5 separate regions of the Mus musculus genome follow, and regions 2, 3, 4 and 5 are each linked to region 1. Evidence: chromatin contacts called from public Hi-C and promoter capture Hi-C data. All regions are on one chromosome and are shown on one strand. The core of a region is the stretch at or near the end of the contact, and the rest is flanking DNA. Distances in the headings are between cores, read along the strand shown. Region 1 holds the start of Usp2 (ubiquitin specific peptidase 2). Region 2 has its middle 5.4 kb from the start of Pou2f3. Region 3 holds the start of Oaf (out at first homolog). Region 4 holds the start of Kmt2a (lysine (K)-specific methyltransferase 2A). Region 5 holds the start of Arcn1 (archain 1).

The links. Promoter capture Hi-C pulls out the DNA fragments that hold promoters and counts their contacts. Hi-C and Micro-C count contacts between places; a contact is called where the count stands out from the background.
Region 2: a promoter capture Hi-C map of embryonic stem cells shows a contact between it and region 1, with 3 times the contacts expected there. The contact joins the enhancer-like site here to the promoter of Usp2 in region 1. A contact is called at or near these places in 3 of 39 promoter capture datasets (embryonic stem cells, hippocampal neurons and liver) and 1 of 115 datasets of contacts at active chromatin or transcription factors (extraembryonic endoderm stem cells).
Region 3: a Hi-C map of muscle stem cells shows a contact between it and region 1, with 2.3 times the contacts expected there. The contact joins the promoter of Oaf here to the promoter of Usp2 in region 1. A contact is called at or near these places in 1 of 39 promoter capture datasets (liver), 4 of 484 Hi-C or Micro-C datasets (liver, muscle stem cells and nephron progenitors) and 8 of 115 datasets of contacts at active chromatin or transcription factors (astrocytes, embryonic forebrain, embryonic limb bud and 5 more).
Region 4: a contact with region 1 is called in a promoter capture Hi-C map of pre-B cells, with 2.8 times the contacts expected there. The contact joins the promoter of Kmt2a here to the promoter of Usp2 in region 1. A contact is called at or near these places in 1 of 39 promoter capture datasets (pre-B cells) and 1 of 115 datasets of contacts at active chromatin or transcription factors (thymic regulatory T cells).
Region 5: a contact with region 1 is called in a promoter capture Hi-C map of pre-B cells, with 2.7 times the contacts expected there. The contact joins the promoter of Arcn1 here to the promoter of Usp2 in region 1. A contact is called at or near these places in 2 of 39 promoter capture datasets (liver and pre-B cells) and 1 of 115 datasets of contacts at active chromatin or transcription factors (memory CD8 T cells).

The regions. Positions count from the first base shown.
Region 1 is chr9:44,064,727-44,070,146 of GRCm38.p6, reverse strand. Usp2 (ubiquitin specific peptidase 2) reads right to left here and starts at 3,126. Exons shown (of 13, transcript NM_198092.2): 1 at 2,927-3,126. It overlaps Gm39325 (a long non-coding RNA gene), which reads left to right. Exons shown (of 3, transcript XR_870690.2): 3 at 2,916-3,822.
Region 2 is chr9:43,208,484-43,213,903 of GRCm38.p6, reverse strand. No RefSeq gene overlaps it. Among named protein-coding and RNA genes, the nearest start is that of Pou2f3, 5.4 kb to the right of the region's middle. Within about 2 kb of position 2,928, at least 64 of the 459 cell types and tissues checked have an H3K27ac peak or open chromatin away from gene starts, as enhancers often do. A contact at or near this core is called in embryonic stem cells, where this site is marked.
Region 3 is chr9:43,237,296-43,242,715 of GRCm38.p6, reverse strand. Oaf (out at first homolog) reads left to right here and starts at 2,900. Exons shown (of 4, transcript NM_178644.3): 1 at 2,900-3,409. The coding sequence starts at 3,143.
Region 4 is chr9:44,878,650-44,884,069 of GRCm38.p6, reverse strand. It overlaps Kmt2a (lysine (K)-specific methyltransferase 2A), which reads left to right and starts at 2,781. Exons shown (of 36, transcript NM_001357549.2): 1 at 2,781-3,221. The coding sequence starts at 2,796. It overlaps Gm39326 (a long non-coding RNA gene), which reads right to left. Exons shown (of 4, transcript XR_870694.3): 2 at 1,367-4,578.
Region 5 is chr9:44,765,461-44,770,880 of GRCm38.p6, reverse strand. Arcn1 (archain 1) reads left to right here and starts at 3,073. Exons shown (of 10, transcript NM_145985.4): 1 at 3,073-3,211. The coding sequence starts at 3,209. It also overlaps a transcript of Ift46 not described here.

The sequences.
Region 1 (5,420 bases), core at 1,877-4,376:
CTCTGACCTGGTGCTAGAACCCCTTTCTATTAGAGGCTGGTTGATAGCAACCCACTTTTATCAAAGAATCCTCTCTTTGAGTTCGGGGGAGGGGAGTCCTGTAAAGGAATTTGTGCAAGTCTCCATTTTTCTTGCGTTTAGGAGGTGCCCAGAACTTGGGAGGGGATGGGAGATGAAGAGGTAAGGTGAAGAGATCAGAGATGAAAAAGATCCTGGTTTGTGGAGAAGTGGTGGGCCCAGAGGGCTCACTACGGGATGTTTTTTTTTTTTTTTTTTTTTTTTTTTTTTTTTTGACTTGGTGTTAGGAAGGATGGCTATCTCTACAAGCCCAAGAAAAGGCAAAGAAACAGGCTTCCTAGAAGCAGAAGGTAGCCTGCAATTTTCTTTCCCCTCCTCATGCCCAAGTACCCCTCCTAGGGCTCCCTGCTCTAGAGCGTCCTCGCTCCCCTCCTTTAGGGCTTCAGTTGTCCTCTGTCCCTATACCCTGAGGAGCATTTGGTTACAGCACTCACCAGGTCCAGTGGGTGGCCTCTCAAATGCTCCCCCCCCCCCACACACACTGAGGGCTTACTTAGCTGTCCTTGAAGCTCAGACACCAAAGAGAGAGCTACTGACCTGTGTTGGGGGCACTGGATGGAGCCTGGGGGCTTCTTTCCCCGAAGGGAAAAGACTGCTGTGTAGCCTCCAGAGGCTGGAGTCTGACCGGGCCTGGGTAATCCGGAGCTCAGGTTACGCTAGCTAGATATATATAGTATCTTATCTGACCTCTCCGAGATGGCAACTCACTTGCATTCCAAGCCCCAGGAGAATTAAAGGGGCAGTGACAAGCCCACCGTCCACCCGATGCCTAGTGGCTGGAGGAAAGTTGAGAATGAGCTAGAATCCTGGGAGGGAATATTTGGAAATAACAGGAAGGATCAAGGGGATGGGGGATGGGGGGCAGAGGGCTGGGGATAAATTTGAGTCCCAAACATGGAGAAGGTGGATTCTCTAGCGCTGTCAGTCACAGGTTGAGCGAACAGGAAGAGGCCAAACTGCTAAACCAGATGCTAGAATTTTAAGATGGGGAGGACCTAGCTCGTCCTATGGACATGGACAGAGGGGGTGGAGGATCAGCACTTGGGTTTCAGTCCACTACTGTTTTTAAGGTGGACTTGTAGGTCTAGGCCTGAATTCTTACTCTTTCCTGTATTGGATCTAAGATAGCTTGTGAGGATACTCAGGTCTCTGAATCTTAGCTATGTAGTTTGTAAAACATGAATAATAGAACTAGCATGGTGACACATGCCTTTATCCCAGCACTTGGGAGACAGAAACAGGCAGATCTCTGAGTTCAAGGACAGCCTGGTCTACAAAGCAGATAGCCAGGGCTACACAAAGAAACTCTGTCTCAACAAAACCAAACACAAACAAACAAAAAACCACAAAGGAACAAACAAACAAACAAAACCCATGAATAACAACAGTCGTGACTATGTCTCACAATGGTGAGGATAAAATAATAGTTTTAAGTCTCCTCGAACATAGCAAGAGTACAACAAACGACAAGCTTATTGGCCGTGTTCACTGTCAAGTCACTAATGTTAGTTGTAGCAGGCAACCCTAGAAGAAAAAGGCCTTGGGCCACCTTTCAGGAAACTGCTGATGGCAAATAATATTCCTGCAGTTTTCTGAAACAATCCACGTCCCCCAAATGGAAAGGTCAGACAGACTTTGCCACTTTCCCAAGGCGACAGGCCAAGCCTACTTGGGCTCCTTTCCCCTTTGCTCAGAAAAAAAAAAAAAAAATCAAGTGTGGCTTCCTTGGGCTGCCAGGGAATGTTTGGCTCCAGAGGAGCAGTTCCAGTCTACCTGTTGGAGGGCTCAGGGTTCCAGGGTGTCAAAGGCAGGCTGGACAGGGTCATGAGAGGACCATCGTTCTGGCCTCGGTGCACCTGTCTGCTCCCAAGAGGAATCTTCTGCTTCTTGATGGCTCTCCCTGGAGACTGGAAGGCCCGAGGGCTGGTGCCTCCACCCTGTCTCAGCACAAGGTACTGACTCAGACTGGGTCCTGGTGATGCACTTTGGAGGACGCCCTCATTCCAATCCTCATTCCAGAGCGGCATGCGCCTACAGCATCAAAGAGTAGGGGACATCCCCCACCCCAGGCCATCCATCAGTTCTCCATGCCTCTTGTTTTGTGGTTTGATGTGTGTGTGTGTGTGTGTGTGTGTGTGTGTGTGTGTGTGTGTGTGCAAGCTTATATGCCCGTGTTTGGGGGAGATAAGCAACCCCTACTAGAATCTTCAACTCAACTTCATTCTCAAAAGCTCTGGGGTTAAGAGCTAGGAGTTCTCTTTTCTCTGGAGAGCTAGAAACGGTTGACCAGGACTCCCCTAGGCAAGTTGCATGTCAGAGAACATTGCATGGCTGCTTTTGCTTTGGGATTGGTGAGAATTTCAAAGTTGCCTCTTTCTGATTTGGGATTGGTGGAAAATTTTTCCCTTCCGCTTAACTGCTAGCTTCCCCTAAGCCCCTTCCCCCGCTTTGGAAAACTGACCAAGAGATAGCCCCGGGATGTTTAACAACAGGGAGGTTGTTAGCTGCACACACACGTGGGGAGAGGGGGGTGTCAGGGTCCAGGGGTCATTCTCGGGCTACACAACACACAGGGCGGGGAGACCTGTACCCGCGGTTACAGTGTTTCCTCAGAACACATTGATCAGCACACAGATGGCTCTTCCTGGCACCCCGAGCTGGCAGCTGGCAGCCCCTCTCATACACTGGCACCCACAGCTGGAGTCTCCCCCTCCACACATCTGGCCCTCGCCCTACATTTCTCACGTCCAGACTGCCCAGGCTGCCTTTGACACCCTACTTTCCGAGTCTCAAAGCTGGTACTGACCCTGGCTTTTTCCTTCCCCGACCTGCGACAGGTGGCACGTACCTGCCTCTTCTCGGAGGATGGACGAGTCGAACCGGGCACAAGCATGGAGCTGCGGATGAGTCCTGGCTGGTACTGGCGCGGCGCAGCGAGCAGTGGCTGACGCAGAGGGCTCCCTGGCCTCGCTCGGTGCCTGCCCGCCTCTCCCCCACCTCCGCCGGGGGCCCAGAAAGGACCTCCCCGGGAAATCGGCGCCACCCAGCGGGCAGCAGCCTCATTGCGCCCGGGCCGGCCAAACCACACCCCGCGTTTGCGTCACTGATATACGTCATGGCTATTGGCTTGTTCCTATTGTTGCGTCAGTAGAGCCCCGCCCGGCGCGCATCTCCCAGGTAACCGGGTATATACAGAGAACCACGTGGAGAAAAAGCACGCCTGTTTGGAGCCGGTGGCGCAAGGAAAGAAGTGGACTGGAATCTGATAGGTCCTGGCGCTGGGAAGACTGAGACAGAGGGTCACTTCACGGGAAAAGGCAACATTCCAGCTTTCAGATCTTAGAGAAGGCTTTCCTACCGGGCTGGGAATGTTCTATTCCATAGACTCTTTTTCTGCCTACTTTTTTATTTTATTTATTTATATTTAAAAATGCATTTATTTAAACAACCATGTATATCTCATAGCAATATTTATAGAGCCCCATAGGTCAATCAATCAGGTAAAAAAAGATTATGTCCATTCAACACACTATCAACGTACATGACTATTCAAGTGACGCATTCTATGGGCTACTTATTAAGTACATTACTAGACATGGTGATAAGTACTTTGCATATATTAGCTTTCTCATTTAATCTTTTTAATGGTCCTGTAAAAGAACCACTATAGTCATCTATTGCACAATGTAGCTGAAGCCTAGGGAGACCATGTTCAAGTGGTAAATAAATGTCAAGTGTCTTGTACATGTCTACTAATGCAGTTCGCTTAGGTGACTACTGGGAGGACTTAGCCCAAGAAAGGATAGCATTTCATCTAAGCTATCAGGTTTAGAATAAGAAAAAAAGATGCAACTTGTATTTTAATTTTAAGCAAATGACTTTATTTTTAATCAATTAGTTATTGTGTGCAATGGTGCTTTGCTTGCATGTATGATTGATCCCCTGGAGGTGGAGTTACAGACAGTTGTAAGCTGCCATTTAGATTTTGGGAATTGAACCCTGGTCCTTTAGGAAGAGCTGACAGTGCTCTTAACTGCTGAGCCATCTATCCAGCCTGCAAACTTGACTTCTAAGAGTTATTTATTGTTAAATTAGATAACACCCCCTAAGAAAAATCAGAGTTATTCTTTTTTAAAAAATAATTTATTTTTATTTTATGTGCATTAGTGTTTGGCCTGTGTGTATGTCTGTGTGAAGGTATCAGACATTGGAGTTACAGACAGTTGTGAGCTGCCATGCGGTTGCTGGGAATTGAACCCAGGTCTTCTGGGAGAGCAGTCAGTGCTCTTAACCATTGAGCCATCCATCTCTTTAGCCCCTCTTTTTTTTTTTTTTTCCTCAAGGCAAGGTTTTTCTATGTAGTCCTGGAACTCACTCCATAGTCCAGGCTATCCTTGAATTCACAGAGATCCACCTGCCTCTGCACCAACTCACATGGTCTGAGCTCCAAATGTGCATGTGCACACAAACACATAAACAAAAATCATAAAAACAAAATACAACAAAAGTGAAATGCTAACCCTGTTAAGTTTCCTCTTAAAAAAAAAAGGGCCAGGGCAAATCTTGATATATTTTCCCCCTCTTGATTATTTTTTTAAATTTTTATTTAAAAATTAAAAAAAAAGATTTATGTATATGAGTACTCTATCTGCATATACACCTACGTGCCAGAAGAGGGCATCAGATCCCATTACAGATGTGGTTGCTGGGAACTGAACTCAGGACCTCTGGAAAAGTAGCCAGTGCCCTTAACCACTGAGCCATCTTTCCAGCCTGTTCCCACTTGGCTCTTATACCCCACCCTTCTTCCTGACTGATGAGGAAAGCTGCCCAACCAAGTAGGCTAGTGCCAAGATAAGTCCCAAGACTTCAGTTTTGCCTGCATCATTAATTCTCCTAAGCCCTTAGCTCCTCCCCTGAATTTTTCCTCCAATATCATCATGTGTCCTCAATTTCAAGTTTCTTCTCATATTTCCCAAAGAATGTAGACACAACCAGAAGGCAATACTTAAAACCTTTTTAAAAAAGATTTATTTATTTATTATATGTAAGTACACTGTAGCTGACTTCAGACACTCCAGAAGAGGGTGTCAGATCTCATTGCAGATGGTTGTGAGCCACCATGTGGTTGCTGAGATAAGAACTCAGAACCTTTGGAAGAGCAGTCAGTGCTCTTGACTGCTGAGCCATCTCTCCAGCCCCCAATACTTAAATTCTTACCAACCCTCACTCCACCTCTTCATTGAACTTGTAGGTATGGAATATACCAGACTCTGTTCGAATTTTATTTTAAATATAGGAGATACAGCAGGTACAGCCTCTCTTTAAGGGGCTCCCATTTT
Region 2 (5,420 bases), core at 1,679-4,178, 860 kb after region 1:
AAAAAATAAATGTGCGAGCTTGCTGAAGCAGTAGGAGATGTAGGGCTGGGTGGCAAAAACCAATGCATCTTTGCAGTTTTCAGTTTTTCTTTTAGGAGGGAAAGAGTTGAATAGTTTCAGGGCTAAAAGGCTAATGGGTAGGAAAGGGAAGTGAAGATAAAGAGAAGGGGAGACCTGCCCACACGGGGAGGCTTCCAAGGAATTGGGGAGGGGTTGGGATCCAGAGGATGGGGAGGAAAAAATAAAAAGTATATTTTTCCCAGTGCAGGAAAGGTAGGTGTGGGGCTGGGCCACGGTGGTGGTGCAAGCCATTAATCCCAGAACTTTGACGGTAAAGACAGTTTGAGGACAGCCAGGTCTACAGAGGAAGTTCCAGGATAGTCAAGGCAACACAGAGAAACATTGTCTCAAAAAATCTTTAAGAGAGAGAGAGAGAAGAGGCAGGCGGATTTCTGAGTTTGAGGCCAGCCTGGTCTACAAAGAGAATTCTTCCAGGACAGCCAGGGCTACACAGAGAACACAGAGAAACCCTGTCTCAAAAAAATGAGAGAGAAAGAGAGAGAGAGAGAGAGGAGAGAGAGAGAGTGGAACTGGGGGCTTCTGTTTCCTATAAGAAGAGAGGGAAGGCAGCAGGAACGGAATGTCTGTCTTTCTCTCCCTGCCTTTTAAGGCCTGATATGTGATATGCAGCAGAAGCCAGAGCCAGACAATGAAAGATACCATGACACTCCTGGAAAACAATGGTCAGTCTTGCTGCTGAGCCTAGGTTCTGGTGTGGCTCGGTGGCTCGTGACCCACTACACAGTCTTGTCAGCTGGAAGCTCATGAGGTCTGGTACAGGTCTCCATGGGGTTCCTGCCATGTGACCCTGTGTCTCCACCCACTCTGTCTTCCTCCCGTGGTGGTGGCTGTGGCCATCCTCCAAGGTCCCCAGGTGGGATTGTCAACAGAATTAACTGGGCTTGCCTTTTGTGACACTGTGGTTTATTTACAGCAGGTCTAAGGGAACCCTGACCAGGGGCAAACAGGTCACTGGTGGGCCAGGCTGAAGAAGCAGTATGGGCAAAGGCTGTTTAAGCCCTAGGGTCTGGGTAGAGTAAAAGCTAACATCAGATGTGTGACATTGCAGCAGCGAGGAGCTGGGGCTACAGGCCCTGACTCTATATGTGTCCTGCCCTCATTGGCCATGGACACTTACATTGGCTGAAGCCTGAGGATAAAGTGGGCAGGTGCTATGCACCCAGGAACCAGCCTTCTGGGGCCTTCAAAGAACAAGGAGGGTGGAGGGGAACATCCAACTCAATTGATCCTGGGGTCTTTGTGCTACTGAGAATAAACTCTAGAAGCTTCCTCGGAAGCCTTCCCGTGTGGGCAGGTCTCTCCCTCTCTTTACCTCCACTTCTCTTTCCTCACAAAGGACCACCTGCCTCTGCTTCCAGACTTATTTTTTAGACAGGGTCTTGCCCTGTAGCCAAGGTTGAGCCACAACTCAGTAGATAGCCCAGGTGTCTTAGTTAGGGTTTTACTGCTGTGAACAGACACCCCGACCAAGGCAGTTCCTATAAGGACATTTAATTGGGGTTGGCTTACAGGTTCAGAAGTTCAGTCCAGTATTGTCAAGGCGGGAGCATGGCAGCATCCAGGCAGGCGTGGGAGGTCTACATCTTCATCGGCCAGCCTCTATGAGAAGGTTGACTTCTAGGCAGCTAGGAATTGGGTCTTAAAGCCCACTCCCACGGTGACACACCTACTCTAAAGCCACACCTCCTAATAGTGCTATTTCCTGGGCCAAGCATATACAAACCATCGCACCAGCTTAGCTTCAACTCCAAAGCAATTCTCAAGTTCTGGAGTTACTTACCAGACTTTTTACCAGAACTCTCTCCGCCCCAGAAATGCTCCCATTGGTCTGAGCTGTAGTCATCTGGGCCATCAGAGAAGCCATCTAAGTATCTCCTCTGTCCAGGCGAGGCTGATTGACTGTCCCCCAGCAGGGCTGCTGCTGTCACCCTGCTCCCTCGAAACTTTGTCTCCTGCCCCACTGTGTGTGGCTCATGGCTCCCTACCTTTCATGGCTGTCTATTCCTCAGCCAGTTCTTCTCGAGGTCTACCACCAGATTCCAGCAGGGTACACCCCCTCCCCACTGGAGCCTCATGACAAACCTACAACTTCCCTGTTAGGATCTCCACCATAAGAAGAAGGACTCATCTGTTCATGATCTATAAGCTTTCAGACACTGAGAGCTTGCAGAGGAGAAGGACGATACCTGTGACATCTCTAGTTCCTAAGCCAGCAGGTAGCTGTGGTGGCTACTTGATATGGCTATGGCCTCTAATTCCACTGAGTTCAGGGTAATTGCAGCACCTTTGAAGGCAGTGGGAAGAGACACCTCCCAAAGCCCAGAGCTTCTTCACTGTTTTGATAAACCTGAGATCCACAGAGAGGTCCAGTACTTAATGGGAATCAAAGACTTGAAGACCACACTGCATCAATATCTCGGTTTGTCTGGAACTCAGGTCCTGACCTGTGGTTGCCCTGTCCACAGAAGGGTTCTGGGATTTTATAGGCAAAGGTTACACTCAAAACTTCCACAAGAGGGCACGCTAAGCCTAGGCTTGCCCTGAGAGTATAAGTGGTCTTGGTCTTCAAGAGCCAAGAAAGGACTGGCTGACCTGGAGCAGGGCACAAGGTCAAAAAGCTGATTTGGGAAGAAAACAAAAAATCTTGCGTTGCTATTTTTAAATTAAGGACTTTTTTTAAATCGACTATTCTAAGCCATCGAAGACAAAATGAGCTATGAGTTTCAGTGATGACGGTGAGGGCTGGATGCAGCAGGAAGTTGGGGAGCAGGCTCAGAGAGTGGCATAGGACAGTCAGCATTGGGGACATCAGCACAGAGCACAGCACTGTGTGTCCCGTGTCCTTTCCTTTCCACTCCCCAGATGCAGCTGCTTTTATCCTGGTTCCCAAGACACCTCTGGCTCTGTCACCCTGGCGCTGTCCTGCTCTGTCTTCTGCAATATGCCTCTTGGCAGTGATGCCATCCGATTTAGTCAGAGGTGTTATTCAAAACAGACTCGGGAGTCCTCCTTCGCCTCTACCTTCCTTCCTTCCTTCTGTTTCTCTTTGAGGTGGGGGAGCTGAACTTGGACTCAATGGCTTTTATGAACTTAAGACAGAGAGAGAGGACACCCTCCCCGCCCCCATCCCCCATTCCACAGCACCATGCACGGGGCCCTGCAGCCCATCTGGCAGAGGGAAAGAGCTAGAAGGGACTTGTTGCTTGGTGGCCTTCCAGGACGCTTTGCTCTCCACCCTTCTCCCAGCCCTGACAACTCAATCCAGCTGACAAGACAGGAAGCGGGAGTGCTCTGCAGGCCAGCTGCCAAGAAGGCCACTTTTCCCTCTGGGGAGAAAACCAGGCTGGAGACGGCCACCCCCAGCCCACCCCCTCGCAGGAGTCTCAGAACACTTCCAGCGCAGGCATTGGACGAAGCTAGACTCCAGACTTCGGCCTTGAAGCAAGAGAAGCTGATCGAGTACAAATGGAGCTCGGGGGAAGCTTCGGCTGCTCGGAGAGCTGCAGGGGAGGAGGGGTCAGAGGTCACACCACAAGGACCCAGGGAGGGGTCAGAGTGATCAAGGCTTCACAACCGAGTCATTCAACTTGGGCTACTCTCTGAATGAATCCTCCAGCTCTACAAAGAGAGTAGAGCGAGGGAGGTGAGGCAATTTGCATTTTATTTACATTTATTTGCATGTAACTCTTTTGATGTCCGAAGGCATTGAAATCTGCCCTTCCTTCTTTCTCCCTTTTTTTTTTCTCTGCCCCCTTTAAACCTCCAGGCTGCCTCCTATCTCACTCTTTTGTCTGGTTTCTCTCTTGCTAACTGAGGCAGGAGGATTAAACCTAAGGAACTGTGTTCACCAAGCTAGCTCTTCTGGCTCCAGACAGCATCTTTTCTCTTCACTCATCCCTCTCTCTCTCTGTCTCTCTCTCTGTCTCTCTCTCTCTCTCTCACTCACACACACACATACACTCACTCTCACTCTCTCTCTCTCTCTCTCTCTCTCTCTCTCTCTCTCACACACACACACACACAGAGAGAGAGAGAGAGAGAGAGAGAGAGAGAGAGAGAGAGAGAGATGCCAGTGCCAGACTGGATTTAAACCCTAACTTCATCATCTCCTGACTGTCTTAATCTCCCTTGGTTTCCCCATCTATAAGTGGGGGCTAATGACTTTACTTTTCTTTCTTTTTTTTAAAAAGATTTATTTATTTATTTTTGTGTATATGAGTACACTGTACATGAACCATCATATACCTTCGGAAGAGCAGTCAGTGCTCTTAACCACTGAGCCATCTCTCCAGCCTGTGACTTTACTTTTCAACTAAATAAATGAGTGTTAAAGTAAAGCAAAAAACAAAACAAAACAAAAACAAACAAACAACCCAAAGATGCCCTATGGGGCTTAGAGAGATCACTTGGTGGAGAAATGCTTACTTTGCAAGCAAGAGGACCCGAATTCCGTCCCTTGGGTGGGGTGGCCTGCACCTGCATTGGGGCCAGCCTATCCTACTGGGTGTGTTCCAGGGCAAAAATAGGCCCTGTCTCTAGATAGAAGGGGGCTAGTACTTGATGAATGACCCTTGAGGTTGCTCTGTGCTCCCCCACACTGCCCCACCCCACCCCCGTCCCCATCCAGGTACACCCAAACCCAAAGATGTTGTATTGTTAGTATGGAGCACCATTCTCCATACTAGTGGAGCACGTACTCCTAATGGATGAATGAAGAGATGAACAATAGCTAAGACAATATTTGCCAACCTCTCCCCTCCTCCAGATCCCATCCCACCCCAGCCCCAGTCTTTGGAACCCTTAAGCTTTGCTTCCAACTGTGAACTCCCAAGATTCTGTCTCTCTCAGTGCTTTCCTCCCTGAAAAGTCTACACCCTTGCCTACACACACCCCAACCCCAGAGTCCTAGGTAGTTAGCTCTTGGACATAAATATATAAACTTCTCTGGCTTCTAGAATACTGAGGCTCAGAGAGAAAACAGGGAGATTCCATGTGGAGAAAACTGCACCAGGCCCTAAAGTGCTCAGAGGACCAGACTCTGAGTGCACAAGGCCATGCAAATGTATGCAAATAGAGATACGGAAATCACAGATGGGTTCTGCAGAATTGGTGCAGGCATTTTTCTGGGAGGGTGGCCTGTGAGCCCAGCTGTAGATCAGACACTGAGCCCAGGGAAAGAGCCCAGCAAGGAAAATAGGATATGTGGAATGAAGGGACAGGCTGAGAATATCCCAAAAGTGGGACTCCCAGAGCCACATGTACCTCCCAAAGCCCTTACCTGATCTCCAGAAGAAAGGAAAAGAAAGTCCCTTCCTTCTTGCCAGGAGGGGCAAGTGGGT
Region 3 (5,420 bases), core at 1,651-4,150, 830 kb after region 1:
CTTGGGGCTGGCCTGTTTAAACTGACAGCCTCTTGCCCACATAAACCGTTAGATAGCAGGAAAAGATAGCATGGGGTGTGTGCTCATTCAGGACTGGAAGAAAGTGAAGGTCTCAGACAGGCAGATGCTTCTGAGGTTAAGAGCAAAGGCTTTGTGGTTAGGCAGCCTTGCTTCAGCCGCTGCTGGCTCAAGACCCGGAGGTACCGTACCTCTCTAAATCTGGGCTTTTTAGCCAATAAGAAGAGGCTAAGAAGAGAATGCACTTGGGAGAGTTGTTCTGAAATTAATAAGATCATATGTGTAAGATGCTCCACAGACCCTGGACCTGACGCTACAGTGAAGCTGGGTCGGTAACTAACGTATGCTTATACTCCTCATACTATTGGTAGGCTAAACAGGGAGCTCACGAGTTTAAAGACAGCCTGGGCTACATACACAGTGAGACCTTATCTCAAAGACAAAACCAAACCCCTAAAATGAATGGTAGCTGTGTGATTATTCTTGCTGTAGTGCAGAGGCTGAGGAGAACAGGGCATATAAAGGTCGGTAGGTGACTCAGAAACTCTTGCTGGGAAACCTGGATTTTTTTTTTCTCTCCAATCTTGAAGACCTGGTACAGTCACCAGAAAGAACTAGGGCCATGGTTGTGGCTCGTGGAAGAGGCGGCGTGTTCTCTATTGTTTTAAAAGACAGAGCAGGCTGGACAGTAGAGGCACACACCATTAATCCCAGCCCTCGGGAGGCAGAGGCAGATAGGTCTCTGTGGCCGGCCAGTTTGAGAAGCCTAGCCAGGGCTACATAGAGTAACCCTGTCTCGAAAAACAAAACAAAAACAAACAAACAAGAAGAGAGATTAGGTTGAAATGGAGAAGGACTATTCACAGGGAAGATGCATCTTCCATCTGTGTTTCCAAGCCACAAAGTCTGAAGAGAGAAATAGAGACTCTTCTTGGTTCTTGTTGGGGACTGGGGGTTGGGGGAGGTGGGTATCTTTGGACTCGGGGGAGGGTCCGGGGCCTGGGACAGAACCAGTGATGATGGATGGGACAGGACCCGAAACAGAGGAAGTTAGGAAATTTGGGTGAGGCCCCTAATGACTATGGAACTGACTCATGGGGGCACTCCCAGCTCGAAGGCCTCTTTGAGATCTAGCATCCTGTCAGGCAAGAGGCCAGCTCTGAGACCCCAGGCAATTCGGTGCTGCCAGCTCAGGCTCTAAGACCCCAAGGAAACAATCCAGTTATTGTCTGGCAGCCTGCCCCAACTCCCCAGAGTGAGGAAAAGATACTCCTCGAGCCAGGTGCTTCCCCATAAAGATGCTGTCAAGGACCAAGTGTCTACCAACCTCTGGCTTATCAAGCACCACACTGGACCTTGTTGCCAGGGCTGCCTCCCTGTCCTCTCCCAGAAAGTCTGAACCTATAGGCTTAAGGATCCTGGAAGCTGTGTCATAATGAATATCAAAGTGACAGTTGAAGTAGGGCAAATTTAGGAAGCCCCGAGTGAGATGGAGGACATCTTTTTTTAATTCTCATTTTTTTATTAGGTATTTTCCTCATTTACATTTTCAATGCTATCCCAAAAGTCTCCCATACCCTCCCACCCACCCACCCACCCCCACTTTTTGGCCCTGGCATTCCCCTGTACTGGGACATATGAAGTTTGCAAGTCCGATGGGCCTCTCTTTCCAGTGATGGCCGACTAGGCCATCTTTTGATACATATGCAGCTAGAGTCAAGAGCTCCGGGGGTACTGGTTAGTTGATAATGTTGTTCCACCTATAGGGTTGCAGATCCCTTCAGCTCCTTGGGTACTTTCTCTAGCTGATGGAGGACATCTTAAGTCCCCTTCAGTCCTATATGTGTTCCAAAGGACGGGCTCATGCTAGTTGGGGGTGGATCATGTGCTAGAGATCCCCTAGGAAGGAAAGATGAAGGGGGTGGAGTGGGGAGGCACAGTTTCAACCATCTGTCATCAAGACCCTAGAGACCACAGGGCACCTGGAACAAACAGAAGTGGCAATGGACAGGAGAAACAATGGTCCTGGCCATGCCCAGGGGGCCTTATCTCCAGGGACGCCCAACCCTCTGTGTTCACTAGCAGACAGTTAGGCTCAAACAATTTTCAAAGTATGCTTGTGTGTCACCAACCAGAGGGGAATCCTGCTCCCCAAGTCTTCACTCAGCTTATTGGAGTCTCTGGCACAGCAGGAGTGTCTTTTTGTGGCCCTTGATTGGTGCTTCCGTTATCGGAAAGAGCAGAGGCCCTGAGCGGTGGGCTGGGCTGGAGAAAGGCTGACTGAACACAGGAGAGAAAACTGAATAACGGCTCATAAAGTGTTAAGCTCCTTGATGGCCGCATCCAGATTGGCCGCCTCACTTACAAAAACAGCTCACACCTGATGGATGCACAGATGGCCCTCAACCCCTAATTGCACTCCCCGACCTAGGAAAAGACCAGAATGCTAGGTGAGGCCTGATTTTTTCCCCCAGCCGCTTTTGAGAAATTCGCTGTGTCAGAGAAACTAAAAGACTAAGCAAAACCTCTGAAAACCCAAGCCCGATTATTTCATCCACGTGGCACCAGAACAAGCCAGAGGGGTGTAGGGGGCGGGGGAGTCACCCGTCCCGCCCTTAATGGGAGGAAGGGATTTGCCCGGAGCGCAAACTCTGGACAAGGCCCGGCCGGTGACGGGGCGCGGCGGGAGGGAGGGATCCAGAGAAAGCCAGCCTAGACCACAAAGCGGCTGAGCCCCGTGGTCCCCAATCCCCGCCCCTCTCTGGGCCACTGCGGTCCCTTTAAGGGCCAAGAGGTGCGCGGTCTCTTTAAGGCAGGTCCTGGTGGTTTCTGTTTTCTGAAGGAAGTGACGGGGGGTGGGATTGAATGAAAAGTGCTGAACGGAGTCCGGAGCTCAGGAATCGGGGCGGCTAGGGGACACGCACGGGGGGCGCCGTCCGGGACTCGGGGTGCGTGGCTGTACGCGGCCCACGTGAATTCGCTGCACGTCGTGGGGAACCTCCGGGTTGAGTCTCCCCTCTAGAAGTAGGGGACTGCCGGGAATCCCCGAACCGGACCCCCAACTTCGAGCAAACTTTGTAGGCGCGTCTCCCCTCCCCCACGCGGCGCGCCGGGGGCCCCGGGGATGCGGCCCCCTGGCTGCCGCGACGTCCCCTCGGCGCGCCCCGCGCTGCCGCTGCTGCTGCTGCTGCTGTCGCCGCTGCTGCTTGGGGCGCTGCACGGCGTGGGCGCGGGCAGCGGCGCTCCGGCCGAGCTGCGGGTCCGAGTGAGACTGCCCGACAGCCAGGTGATCGAGGAGAGTCTACAGGCGGACAGCGACGCGGACAGCATCAGCCTTGATCTGCGCAAACCCGACGGCACTCTCATCTCCTTCATCGCGGATTTCAAGAAGGTGAGGTACCATCAAGAGTCCTGTCCCACCCACCACGGAGGGCGGGCAAGCTGTCGGGCGTCCCAGGAACCCTCAAGCCCGCAGAAGAGAAACGCAGTGCCGAAAGGGGAACGTGACATGCCCAAGGTCACCTCTCTAACTCGCTGCCCACTCTCTGGCACCCAGATCCCGGTCTTTATTCTCTTTCGTGAACCCCTCTAGCTTTTTTGTTGCTTGGCTCTGAGTAACCAAGGCCCTTCTCACGCACTGACCGGCTTCAAAGCCCGCTCCCTCCTCAGCACTCCAAGCTGACACTCCGACAAAAGTTCTTGTTAACAAGGCCTCCTTTCTTGCCACTGCCTCTGTGACTAAAGGGGAAATCCACAGGTGGCAAGAGGACCTTGGGCTCTCCCTGTTGTGTTGGTGTGAAGTTAGTTTCCCTTACTCCGCTGTTCTTTGGCAAGGAAGCGGTTTCAAGACCTCCAGCCTGGAGCACCATTCCGGGATCGCTTTCCCTGCAGAGCTGTCTGCCCTTGGTCCCTCCCAAGTCTGGTAGCAGCTCTCCTCTGTAACCTGAAGGGCTGAACTACTTGGGAGCCAGAGGACCTAGGCAGAGTTGGGGGAAGGGAGGAGAGAAAAGGGGAGGTTCCCCTCAGTTGGAAAGGGTGGTCGGTGTCTCCGCCCATGCCTGACAGGGGCTGGTGAAGTCCACAGTTTAGCTGCCCCCCTCCCGTCCCGTCTCTCTCTCTCTCTCTCTCTCTCTCTCTCTCTCTGTCTCTGTCTCTGTCTCTGTCTCTGTGTGGGTGTGGTGGTATGGAGAGAAGAAGAGATGTTAGAGTTATCCAGAAATGGAACTCCAGGGTGCTGAGTGACGGTGACCCAACAACAGAAATCTCTGAAAGAAAAGACAGTGAAATGCCACCCCAGTCATCCCAGGAGCCTAAGACAGGAGGAACACAAGTTCAAGGCTATACAGAGCTACAGAGTGAGACCTTATCTCATGGTTGGGGGGAGGAGAGTCTTCTAATCATCCACTCTCAGCTCTTCCCCCTAAAAGGAGGCATTGCACCCCTCTGTCTTTGGGAGAGGAACAGAAGTGACGAATATCCAGGACTAAATAGCCATCCCTCCTCTTCCCTCCTCTCCTCTCCCCTCCCCTCCATTCCAAAACTGAGAGTTATTTGGAGACCTTGGAGGGAGAGGGGGCAGAATTTGGGCAGCCAGCTAGGGATCCTGTGAGACTGTCATGAGCATCAGAGGTACCAGGGAGATCCAGTGTTGGGTAGAGTAGAGGTGAGCCTGGACTGATGTTCTAGCCCAGGCCCAGGGAGTCATCCTGACCAAGGACTTAGCAGAATGGTAGCCCGTGCTTGCCACACAGGCCCAAACTGGGTTCTTACATGCAAATAGGGCCAATGAGCCAGTGTGTGGAGAAGGGGAAACTGGTCACTCAGCACATCCAGCCAAACTTTAGGGACATTTTATGTATGGTGTTCTGGACAGAGTCAATCAGGAGTGGGTATCTAATCTCCCCTCTAAGCCTCTGACCTAAAAGCCAGTCACAGAATGTGCCGTTAGTGTCCCACCCACCTGCCCAGTAGCCCTGTGTTGTGATCACCCTGGAACCTTAAAAAAAGATTTATCCATCCCTAGGCTCGAAGTCTGATAGCCAAGCTGGGTGGGGCATGAAAGGCTAGGAGTGGAGCAGAGCTTTTCTAGCCTCTGGCTACAAAGGGTTGTGATTGCTCTGCTCTGAAAGGCGACCAGGAAAGAATGCACCAGAGGAAAGCACCAGAGCCTGCGATGGGGTGGTGGCCTGCCATGGAGGTGGGAGACTAGGGATTGGACTGAGTATGGGGAGGGGGACATCTGGTTGCTCAGATGGAGGGGACATTCAGAGTTGATGGCAAGTGCTCTTTTTAATCCCCATAGTGACTCAAACCTTTCTCACCCAGTTTTCCAAAGTCGGGTTTGCAGGTTAGCCTTTGACCCAGAGCTGGCATTTCACATCTACCCCTGGCAGCTCCAATTT
Region 4 (5,420 bases), core at 1,532-4,031, 810 kb before region 1:
ACCCCACTAAAGTTTTGGACCTATCCCTAAAATATGTGGCCTAGGGCATTACTCTAAGACTCAGTTTTCCCACCTGTAAAATAAGGGTTATCTTATATGATTAGTAAGAACTGAATGCACATAAAACATTTGGGATCATAGAAAGTACTCAATAGGGGCTGGTGAGATGGCTCAGTGGGTAAGAGCACCCGACTGCTCTTCCGAAGGTCCGGAGTTCAAATCCCAGCAACCACATGGTGGCTCACAACCATCCGTAACAAGATCTGACGCCCTCTTCTGGAGTGTCTGAAGACAGCTACAGTGTACTTACATATAATAAATAAATAAATCTTTAAAAAAAAAAAAAAAAGAAAGTACTCAATAAGAGCTAGTTATTTCTGCTCGAAAACATCCAGCCACAAAACAAATTCTAATCTATACCAGGTCGCTTTGCATCAGCCTGAGAGAGAGCGACTAGATAATTTTCCAAGGAGTTCTCCCCGACTTCCCAGGCTCATGTCTTCACAGCCTGCAAATATTCTCCATTCTTGCTGCTGCCACCCACCCTGCAGACCTCCCACCTGTGCTAAATCAAGTGTGCTTGTAGGGAGAGGGTTACGCAGAATCTAACGGGTTTGTTTTCTCAAAGGTGGAGGGCGGGAAGAAATCCTGTTGACACAGTTATATAAAGCCTGTCACTCAGTCCCCTGCCTACTACCTCTGAAGGCCGTTATGCATATTAAAGAAGGGGGGCGGCAAATACAAAAGAAAAATAAACGAGAGAGAGTGAGAGAGGGAACAAATCAGGATGCTTGAGGGAATCCACGTGGTCGCCAATCTGTAACTGATCAGAGCAGCTATACTGAAGCAAAACCCCAGAGCCTAACGCAAAAATACATTGCAATAGAGAAACCGTCCACAATGGGGTGTGTTATGTCCTAAGCAGAGTCTTGGGGCTGCTGTTTAATACCCTTTCGCAGCTCCCATCCTCTCGGCGCCTAGTAAGCCACGAGAAGCAACAACGGAATCTGGTTGTGCGTGCGTAGTGTGAATGTGCGTTTTGCAAACCATCTGGGCTCCATCCTGCGTGGTTGGAACGATGATCGATCCCGGACGAGTTTGGGGAGTTGGGGCTTGACTATGTCTCCTCCCCTTCTCTGTTCCTTTCCTCGCTCCCCCCCCCCCCTCCCCATTTTCTCCTCAGGCACAGACGTCTCTCCGTAGGAAGGACGTAGATTTTTCAGCACCAGGAGGCCGTGGACCTCTGGAGGCGTGCAGTACACCCTCCAGTGGGCTGGAGCTGGTTGCTACCTGCCTTACTATGAACCACCCTGTCGTTCCCAAATCTGCCACCCGGGGAGGTCCTGGTTAGAGCAGCGCCGGGTACCGGTGCGGGAGACCTGGACGGCTGCATGACCTTCCTGCGAACTCCACCTCGGCTGGGGGTTGGGGGAGATGGAGGCTGCTCCGGGTCTGCAGGCAGTGTATCGATCCCTAAGCCTCAGCCAAGGCAAATTCTTCGGGCAGCAATCTCTCCCTCCCTCCTTGGCTTTTCCATCCCCGCAGGCTTCTAACGCCTCGCTGGAGGCGCCGTCTCCCATTTCCTGCAATAAAGTAAATCCCGTGGATATTCACCCCACCATCAACCCCCGGCACTGCCCTACCCCTCTTCCCTCCCTCTCGGCTTGCTAACCCTGTGTATCATAATGCCCTACGCCGGGCTTCAAACCCCCCCCCTCCCAATCATGAGAAATGTGCTGGCGAGCCCCCTCCCTCCGTGTGCATACATTAGGGTCTGCTTTGCATGCAGCGGCAGGCTGGAAGCGGAGGAAGAAGGGGCGGGGCGCCTTTGCCCGCCTCTTCCCTCCAGGCCCTGTCCGTTAGCCACCCAGTTTCAGCTCCGTTGTAACGCCAGGTCGTTTGCGGAGCGCACGCTGTGGCTCCAACGCCTGGACTGGGAAAACACACCCCAACTCCGGAGAAGGGCACGGAAACCAGAAGCCCCTCACCTCCCTCCAGCGCACAGTGGAGCGAGGAGGTGGCAGAGGCCGACCACACGGTTGTGTGGATTTTGGAAAGAGCTCCAAGCGTGAAGATGGGAGGGGCTCCTCTTTTATTGGATTTTATTTTTTTAAGGCGCGTTCGCCGAGAGCCTTGCCATTTTGCATAGAATCAATTGGGCGACGCTTGGGTTTTGCATGGAGTACAATGGAGCTTTCTGGATTCTAGAAGCGTTCCATAAGGGCTAAGCCCGCCGCTCTCCAAAGCGGCGGAGAAGGCTCGCTCCTCCGGGGACCCAGCAGCCGCGCCGCACTGGAAGCGGTTCTCCTGGGCCGCTCAAGTCCCTGCGCGTCCCGGGAACGTGTGTAATCGGCTTCTCGGCTCTCTCGGCTGCGGGCCACCCGCTCCCTCCGCCTCCATCCTCCCGCCGCCCTCGCCCCCTCCCCCCTCTCCCCGGAACCCGCCTCCGCTCCGGGCTCCAGGGCTTCCTTCCCCCCCTCATCTTCCCTGGCGCTGCCGCTCCCGGAGGGCGGGGCATGCACTTATCCAGGTTGCCGGGCGGGAGGAGCCGGGCCCGGGGCTCGGCATAGAGCAGCGGCCTCCGGGCGGCGGAGGCGGAGGCCAGAGGCTCATATGCAGATTGCAGGGCAGGCGGGCGCCACCCGGCGCTCGGCATAGCGGGCCGCGGGGTACGGCCATCTGGGCGGCGCCAGGCGGGTTAGGCAGGTTCCGGGGCCCGCCGCTCCCCCCCCTCCGCCTCCCCGCCCCCCTGTGTTGTCGCCTCTCCCTCTCGCTGCTTCACTTACGGGGCGAACATGGCGCACAGCTGTCGGTGGCGCTTCCCCGCCCGACCCGGGACCACCGGGGGCGGCGGCGGCGGGGGGCGCCGGGGCCTAGGGGGCGCCCCGCGGCAACGCGTCCCGGCCTTGCTGCTTCCCCCCGGGCCCCAGGCCGGCGGTGGCGGCCCCGGGGCGCCCCCCTCCCCCCCGGCGGTGGCGGCGGCGGCGGCGGGAAGCAGCGGGGCTGGGGTTCCAGGGGGAGCGGCCGCCGCCTCAGCAGCCTCTTCGTCGTCCGCCTCGTCTTCGTCTTCGTCATCGTCCTCAGCCTCCTCAGGGCCGGCCCTGCTCCGGGTGGGCCCGGGCTTCGACGCGGCGCTGCAGGTCTCGGCCGCCATCGGCACCAACCTGCGCCGGTTCCGGGCAGTGTTTGGGGAGAGCGGCGGGGGAGGCGGCAGCGGAGAGGTAAGGGGGCGAGGAACCCCAAGGTCCGGGGTCTCGACCCTCTGAAGAACCCCTCCCCTCCCCCATGCAGGTCTGAGGAGCATCCCAATTCTGGAAACATCCTGGGGTCCCTAACGTGGGGCAAATGGCCCTCCCATCTCAGGACCCCCGTTATGGGCTGCAGACCCCCAGGCGCCCTTACCCGAGGGCTCAGACCCTTCTAGTTGAGGGCCTTTAGCCCCCGTCCCGCCTTCTTCCCCTGGACCCTTCCCCAAATCCCTTGGCACAGACCCCCTTGCGGGGGTTTCCCATCCCGGGACTGAACCCCTCCTCCCTTTCACAGATTACCTCATCCGAGCCAGATTCCTCCCTCCCTCTGCCAGAGACCTGATCCCGCCACATCTCCGCCTCCTTCCCTGGGCAGATGTGTTACTCCTAGGGCAGTCTTCCCCCTTGGACATCTCTCGGGTGGTGGCTTCATCCAGAGCCAGGTTCTTATCCTGGCCCTTGGGAAATCCAGGTCCCTTCCTGCACCTTGCTTCTGAAAACCTGACCAACCCTCCCTCCCTCCCCAGCCAGGTCTTCACCTTGCCAGTCACTCCCCCTTGTCTCACCTCTACCACCAGCCCACTCCCACCTCCTGCACACCAGGCCTCCTCGTTCCGCCCTACCCCTCGGGGAAAGCTTTCTCTCTACCTTGTCGTTCTCATCTCTCCTGCGAAGATAACAGTGCTCTCCCCAGCGTTGTCTCTTTCCTCATCTTCCAGGGCTACGTTTCCTAGGCTGCTGGTGTCAGGGATTTACCTCCAACTCCACCCCTTTCCCTCCTTTAGAGGAAGGACCAGAGGTGTGTTCGAGGGAAAATGGTCCAGTGTTCCCCTAGGCTTGGAGCAGAGCTACTTTCTAGCATTCTCCTTGAGAGGAGCAGGGTTTCTCTCCAGCTCTTGAGAAAGGGGGCCCCGGTGAGGGGTGATGTTTGTGGGGGAACTAGGACTGCATCCTCCCAAGGGAAGCAGCTGCTCTCTTACCCCACCCACTGCGCCTGAGAGCTTGCAGCCTCTGGCCCTGGCTCCCTCCCGCCCTTCTCTTTTTCTCGTCATTTCATTATTGATCCACCTTTTCCTAGGCCAATCCTGGGTCTTGGAAGGGGGTGGAGGAAAGCCGGGTTGGAATGAGAGTAGATAAAAGGACAGTTTTGCCTTAGTGTGGTGGCGTTGGTTGTTGATGCTTTGGGTTGGGAGAAAGAGGAGGGTTATGAAGCCAAGTTAGTCTTTCTGCGATTCCTAGTGGGAGACTCAAGGTGGATGAGGTAAAGGCTGAGAACCGGGATGCTCCGATGAACGGAATTCAGCCTTTTTCAGCAAAAAGGAAAGTTGCCCTGGGAAGGGAAGTTGAGTTCAGGTTCAGTCAATGGCTATGCGCATTTGTTTTCCATTGGATGCAGAAAGGGCAGTTTGAATCGCAGGGGAAGGGGGGGGGGGGAATGTAATGGGGGATTCTAGGGGGAGGAAGAGCAGCTGCCAGGGGCTGAAGTGAAGGGGGGGTAGGGGTTTGCTGCTCTGGAGCTGTTGATTGAAACAGAAAGGGAAAGATAGCAACCAGCCGTTTCCTGCGTGCACTGCCGTTGGGGCACACAAAATATCCTGGGCAAACCCCTTGTGCCCCACTATGCCCCACACCCCTTTAGATTTAGCAAAGGCCTTGGACGGGGGTGGGGAATCCTAGGGACCCCTGCCTCTCCTTTCAAGGAGCTGGTCTTTTTTTTTTTTTTTTTTAAGTTTTTAGTCTTCCAGCCTCCTTTTAAAAATTGTTTCTAAGGCAGCTGGCTCAGGAGACTGACAACAACCGCCTCTGACAGAGTAAGGAGGACATGATGGGGGCGTGTTCCTTGCTATATAGCTTGCTAGCTCCAGCATCCTCTTTCCCTGCCTCTCTTCCCTCTGCCTCCACCCCCTTTTTCCAGCCTTCAGAAGGCAGCTGCTGTAAACAGGGTTATTTGCGAGTATTGACTGGTTGCTGTAGATTATTGTTATGATTTTTGAAAGGCCAATTCTGTATTTTTTAAGCTGACAACACAGATCCCAGGTAGTTGGAGAACCAAAGGCCTCATACATGACATAAAGGCTGAGCTGGTCAGGTTACTTGCATGGAGTTGGTGCTTAAATGTGAGTTGATTTTGCTTTTTTTTTTTTTTTTTTCTTTAAAGGTACAGCAGCAAAA
Region 5 (5,420 bases), core at 1,824-4,323, 700 kb before region 1:
TCTCATTATTTTGTGGGGAAAAAAATCAGGGTTCTTCCTTCTAGGTTTTTTTTTTTTTTATAAAATATATACTAAACTATATTTTGTCCTTAATAGTCAACTTTTCTATGCAACAGAACACCAGAACATATTTCTTCCTTTTTTAAATTTTATTTTTATTTTATGTATATTTGTGTCCTGCTTGCATGTATGTCTATATGAGGCTGTCAGAGTCCCTGGAACAGGAGTTAAAGACAGCTGTGAGCTGACATGTGGATGTTGGAAATTGAACCTAGGTTCTCTAGAAGAGCAGTTAATACTCTTAATCACTGAACTATCTCTCCAGCCCTTTCTTTCTTTTTTCTTTTCTTTTTTTTTTGTTTTGTTTTGTTTTGTTTTTTTGAGACAGGGTTTCTCTGTGTAGCCCTGGCTGTCCTGGAACTCACTCTGTAGACCAGGCTGGCCTCGAACTCAGAAATCCGCCTGCCTCTGCCTCCCAAGTGCTGGGATTAAAGTCGTGCACCACCACTGCCCGGCTAATTTTTATTTTATTTTCTGTTAGTGTTTTTCTAATTCCTAAAAAATATTGGGGCTGGAGAGATGACTCAGCAGATAAGAATACAACCATCTGTAAATGGGATCTGATGCTCTCTCTGGCATGTCTGAAGACAATGATAGTGTACTTACATACCTAAAATAAATAAATAGTTTTATAAAAAGATTTTATTTACTTTTATATGTATGGGTATTTTACCTGCAAGTATGTTTATGCATCATCTACAAGCCTGGTACCCTCAGAGTCACAAAGAGGGTGTCCGATCTCTTGGAATCGGAATTATAGATGGTTGTGAGCTGCCACGTAGGTGTTAGAAATTGAACCTTAGTCCTCTGGAACAGCAGAGGGTCCTTGTAAATCCCTAAGTCTATCTCTTCAGCCCAGACTTTAAACTCGAGTTTCCTGCCTCTGCCTCCCAAGTGCTGAGATCAAACATGTGTCACCAGAGCTGGCTTTTGTCCCTGATGGGTATGTGGCACATGCCTTTAATCTCAGCACTTGGGAGGCAGAGGCATGTAGATCTCTAAGTTCAATGCCAGCCTGGTTTATAGAGCAAATTCCAAGACAGCCAGGATTACACAGACTAACCCTCTCCGGGGAGACCTTTCTTTTCCTTTTTAATGTACAGAATTTCTCCAGTTTCACCCAAGCTGTTGCAGATGGCTCACCTCAACGCTTCGTTGGGGTGTATACAGTATTTTCTTTATCCACTTGTCAGTTGGTGGACACAAGGTTTTCTATTTTGGGGCTACTAACTAGCACACACCTCTTTTGTGCTGCTTCAAGTTAAAAAGAGAATTGCCTCTAATCTTAACACTAAGGATGTAAAGGCAGACAGACCTCTGTGTGTTCGTGACCAGCCTCATCTACATAGTGAGTTCTAGGTCAGGCAGGTATAGGAAGTAAAACTGCCTCAAAAATATGTTTTGAGTAGAATTGCTATTTTTGGTTTTATCTTTGTGATGCTATGTCCATAATAACAAGTATAAATTGTTGAGCAGTTACTGTGGTGGAACACTTAGCTTATACAGTCTAATTTATTTTCTATTATCTAACTCTATAAATTTATGAAGTATGTGCTCCCACCAGTTTAAAGAGTAATAACAGGCTTAGAGAGGTGTAGTGAGTTAACTAACGACTAAGGCCTTGAGTACTGAAAAGAATTTAAGCACAGGTCGCGCTGATTCCTCGTTTGTTTTTACTTCTGTTATACAGCCTCTAAGGCGCGCCTGACCAAGGACACTTGTGAACATACATTTTCTTTTCTTTCTTTTTTGAGGCAGGAGAAAACCAAATCTGCAAGAGCAATATAGGATTTTAACTGCTGAGCTATCTCTCAGGACCCTAAAACAAACAAACAAACAAACAAACAAAAAACCCCAGCCCTTTGAAGTATACAGTTCAGGACTGGAGAGGGGGTTCAGCAGTCAAGAGTATCCGTTGCTGTTTCAAAAAGCCCCAGTTCGATTCCCAGCACCCATATCAGGCAGCGCCTGCATTCGCAGGCACATGTCTGAACACACATAGGATTTAAAAATAAAATAATTACATATTGAAGATAAACCGTACAGTTCAGTGGCTTTCAGGATATCTGCCTCTGGGTAATTCCATGGCACTTACATTCCAAACATAATGCACTAGCCGCTATGTCCTAGTCTTCTGGAACTCCGATAAATCACTTATAAGCTTTCTAATTTCACAGATATCCCTGGTTTAGTCATTGCAAACAAATAGTGGCCTTTGCATCTGTTTCTTTACACCTGTTTTCAAGGCTAATCTATGTTGTATGTGTCAGTATTTTATTAGTGCTTTGCTTCTCAAGACAGGGTTTCTCTGTGTAGCTCTCTCTGGCTATCCCAGACTTGTTTTGTAGACCAGGCTGGCTTCAAATTTACAGAGATCGTCCTGCCCCTGGCTCCCGAGTACTGGGATTAAAGGCGTGTGCCCGGCTGGACAATTTTTGGTCTTCCTCCTCAGTTTCCTAATTTACCTGGAATTGATTACAGGTGAGGGGACACCATGCCGGCTTTATTACGGGAGTTCTAGACGTTATGTATTCAGGATACTAGTTCCTCATGGTCACAGATTATTTTATATATTCCATTGAGTGTTTTTACGAACTTTAAGAAGCAGCACCAAGGGCTGGTGAGATGGCTCAGTGGGTAAGAGCACCCGACTGCTCTTCCGAAGGTCCGGAGTTCAAATCCCAGCAACCACATGGTGGCTCACAACCATCCGTAACGAGATCTGACTCCCTCTTCTGGAGTGTCTGAAGACAGCTACAGTGTACTTACATATAATAATAAATAAATCTTTAAAAAAAAAAAAAAAAAAAAAAAAAAAAGAAGCAGCACCAAATAAACGCAGGCGAAGAGAAAGAAAGGACAGAGGAATGACGCTCCACAATTCTAGCCAAACCTGCAAATCCTGGGCTAACAGGGGTCTGAGTTTCCTGGCTTCGGAGCTTACTGGCCCCGCCCCCCGCCCTTTGACCCGCGCCGTTTCCGGTTGGAGACGTGGCTTGGGGCCGCCATCTTGGCAAGAGGCGAAGCGGCGGAGGCTCCTGTCAGGGGCGGCAGGTCCGGAGCGGCCAGAGCTCCGCGTCTCTGGGCAGCAGCCCGAGTCCCCGCAGAGCCAGAGCGCGGCGCAGCGCGCCCCACCTGCGGCCTCACCATGGTAAGCGCCGAGCCGGGTTCCCTCGCCACGTCCTCGCCGGCTGGGCCGGGACCGCAGGAGCCGCGCCCGGAGCCCTGCTGTCGGCCCAGGCTTGGCACGGCCTCCCGGAGTCCTAGAGCGAAAGCTGCCGCGCCCACCTAGCCTCCGCCGGCAGCGCCGCCACGTCCGCCCGCCCGCCACTCGGGCTGGTGGTTGTCGCGCGGGTCTTCCGTCCTCAGGTCCCGCCGGTTCCCTGCGAGCTCCGGAACCGCAGGGCTGGAGGCTGGGCCTGTCCGCCGCTTTTCGTCCTCTTGTCACCACGCCTCAAAGCTTTTCTTCTCCCTCCTCCACCTCTTAATTGAAAGGGGGAAGTAGAGGCAGTGCGGAAATGGTAACTTCGGGCGCCCGTTTGAGGGACCCCGGTGTCCCCGTAGCTACCCTGTGCTAGGGTAGCGCGTACGTGTCTTTGGCAGCGAGGCTGGTGCAGAGTGTATATAGAACGTAGAGAAACGGAGTGACAGCACAGGGTTTCTGTCTTTAAGGGACCGACCGTTTTGGTGGAGTGACAGGAGTGTGGCTTACTGTAATCACAGCTGTTATGTGGAATAGGAGAGGTGGGCTGTGCTTGGGGACTCTGATGCCAGCGGAGCTTATTTCTCTATGAACTCATCTGTTACCAAGATAGGAGAGGTTATTTGTAGGTGAGGGTAGGAGAAAGCAGAATTAACTCCACCAGATCCTCCTTAATCGACTGAAATCTGAATATTCGGGAATAAGAGGAGATCCTTAGATCTAGTAACTTTTGAAGAATTTTTAAAGGTGCTTTGAAAGCATACCTAAGTAACATGACTGACTCTCTTGGTACTTGTCCTATTAAGTTCTACTAACAACTCTTTTGATAAGAATTTGGTTAGAGGAGAAATTCATGTTTGGTCTTTAAACCACAGAAAGTTTCTTTTCCAGCCTCAGGTGTATAAAATTTACATCAAGTAGGCTTGCCTCCCAAAATTTGGTATTAGACATAAAATTTCCAAAACCTCATATACCGACCCTGAGCCCCAATTCCATGAGTTGATGTTGTTGTTGTTATTGTGTATGTTTTTTCTTTTATATTTTAAGATGTTTTTATTTTATGTATATGAAGTTGTGTGTCTGTGCAATACCTGAAGATGGTATTGGATTCCCTAGAACTATAGTTATGGACACTTATCAGCCTCCCTGTGGTACAGGGATTCTAACCTACGTCCTATGCAAGAACAAGAAGTACTCTTAACTGCTGAGCCATACCTCTAGCCTCCATTTTTTTTAGTTTTAGAGAAAAGGTTTCTCACTATGCTGACCTGGCTGTTCTGAAACTCATTCTATTGACCAGGCTTCCCATCACTAGAATTAAAGGTGTGCACCTACTCTTTTACGTTTTAGGGAGTGTTCATAGTTTATGTTAGAGTGTGTAATTTTAAAACTAACATTAGAACCTTATGGAAACAAAAGTCCAGATAACCTTTACCAAAATCTAGTTTGTTAAAATGTTCTTGGAACTTTTAATATTTTAAATTCGTTGATAATGGAGGAATATGTCAGACTTGGTGGTACATGTCTTTAATTCCAGCACTAGGGAGGCAGAGGCAGGCAGATATTTGAGTTTAAGGCCACCTTGGTCTACAGATTGAATTCCAAGACAGCCAGGGGTACACAGGGAAACCCTGTCTCAAAACAAAATGAAAGATTGTTGTGAAACAGTAAAGCTCTAGGTATTCCATGGTAATGTGTGTATACATATACATGTGTGCATATATGTGTAAACTTTTGTATGTGTGCATACAAATATTTTTGTTTGTCCTTTTGATGTGAATACATATTCATATAGCTGTGTCCTATATTTCCGAATACAATACGACACTTAGCATGATCCAGATACGTACAGACTCCTGTGTCATGGAGAGCAGTTATCTCAGCATATTCTACTCTGTCAAGTCAGAGGCCTGCTTGGTAGTACTTCTGTATGTTTTTGGGCCCTACTTAATTACAGAAAAATCACTGTACCATAGAGTTATATCAAGTGGGGTGAAATTTTGATCTTTAAGGTTGCATCAAAATTTCTCATAGTTTTTCCTCAACTTTTTTTTTTTTTTGGTTTTTCGAGACAGGGTTTCTCTGTATAGCCCTGGCTGTCCTGGAACTCACTTTGTAGACCAGGCTGTCCTCAAACTCAGAAATCTACCTGCCTCTG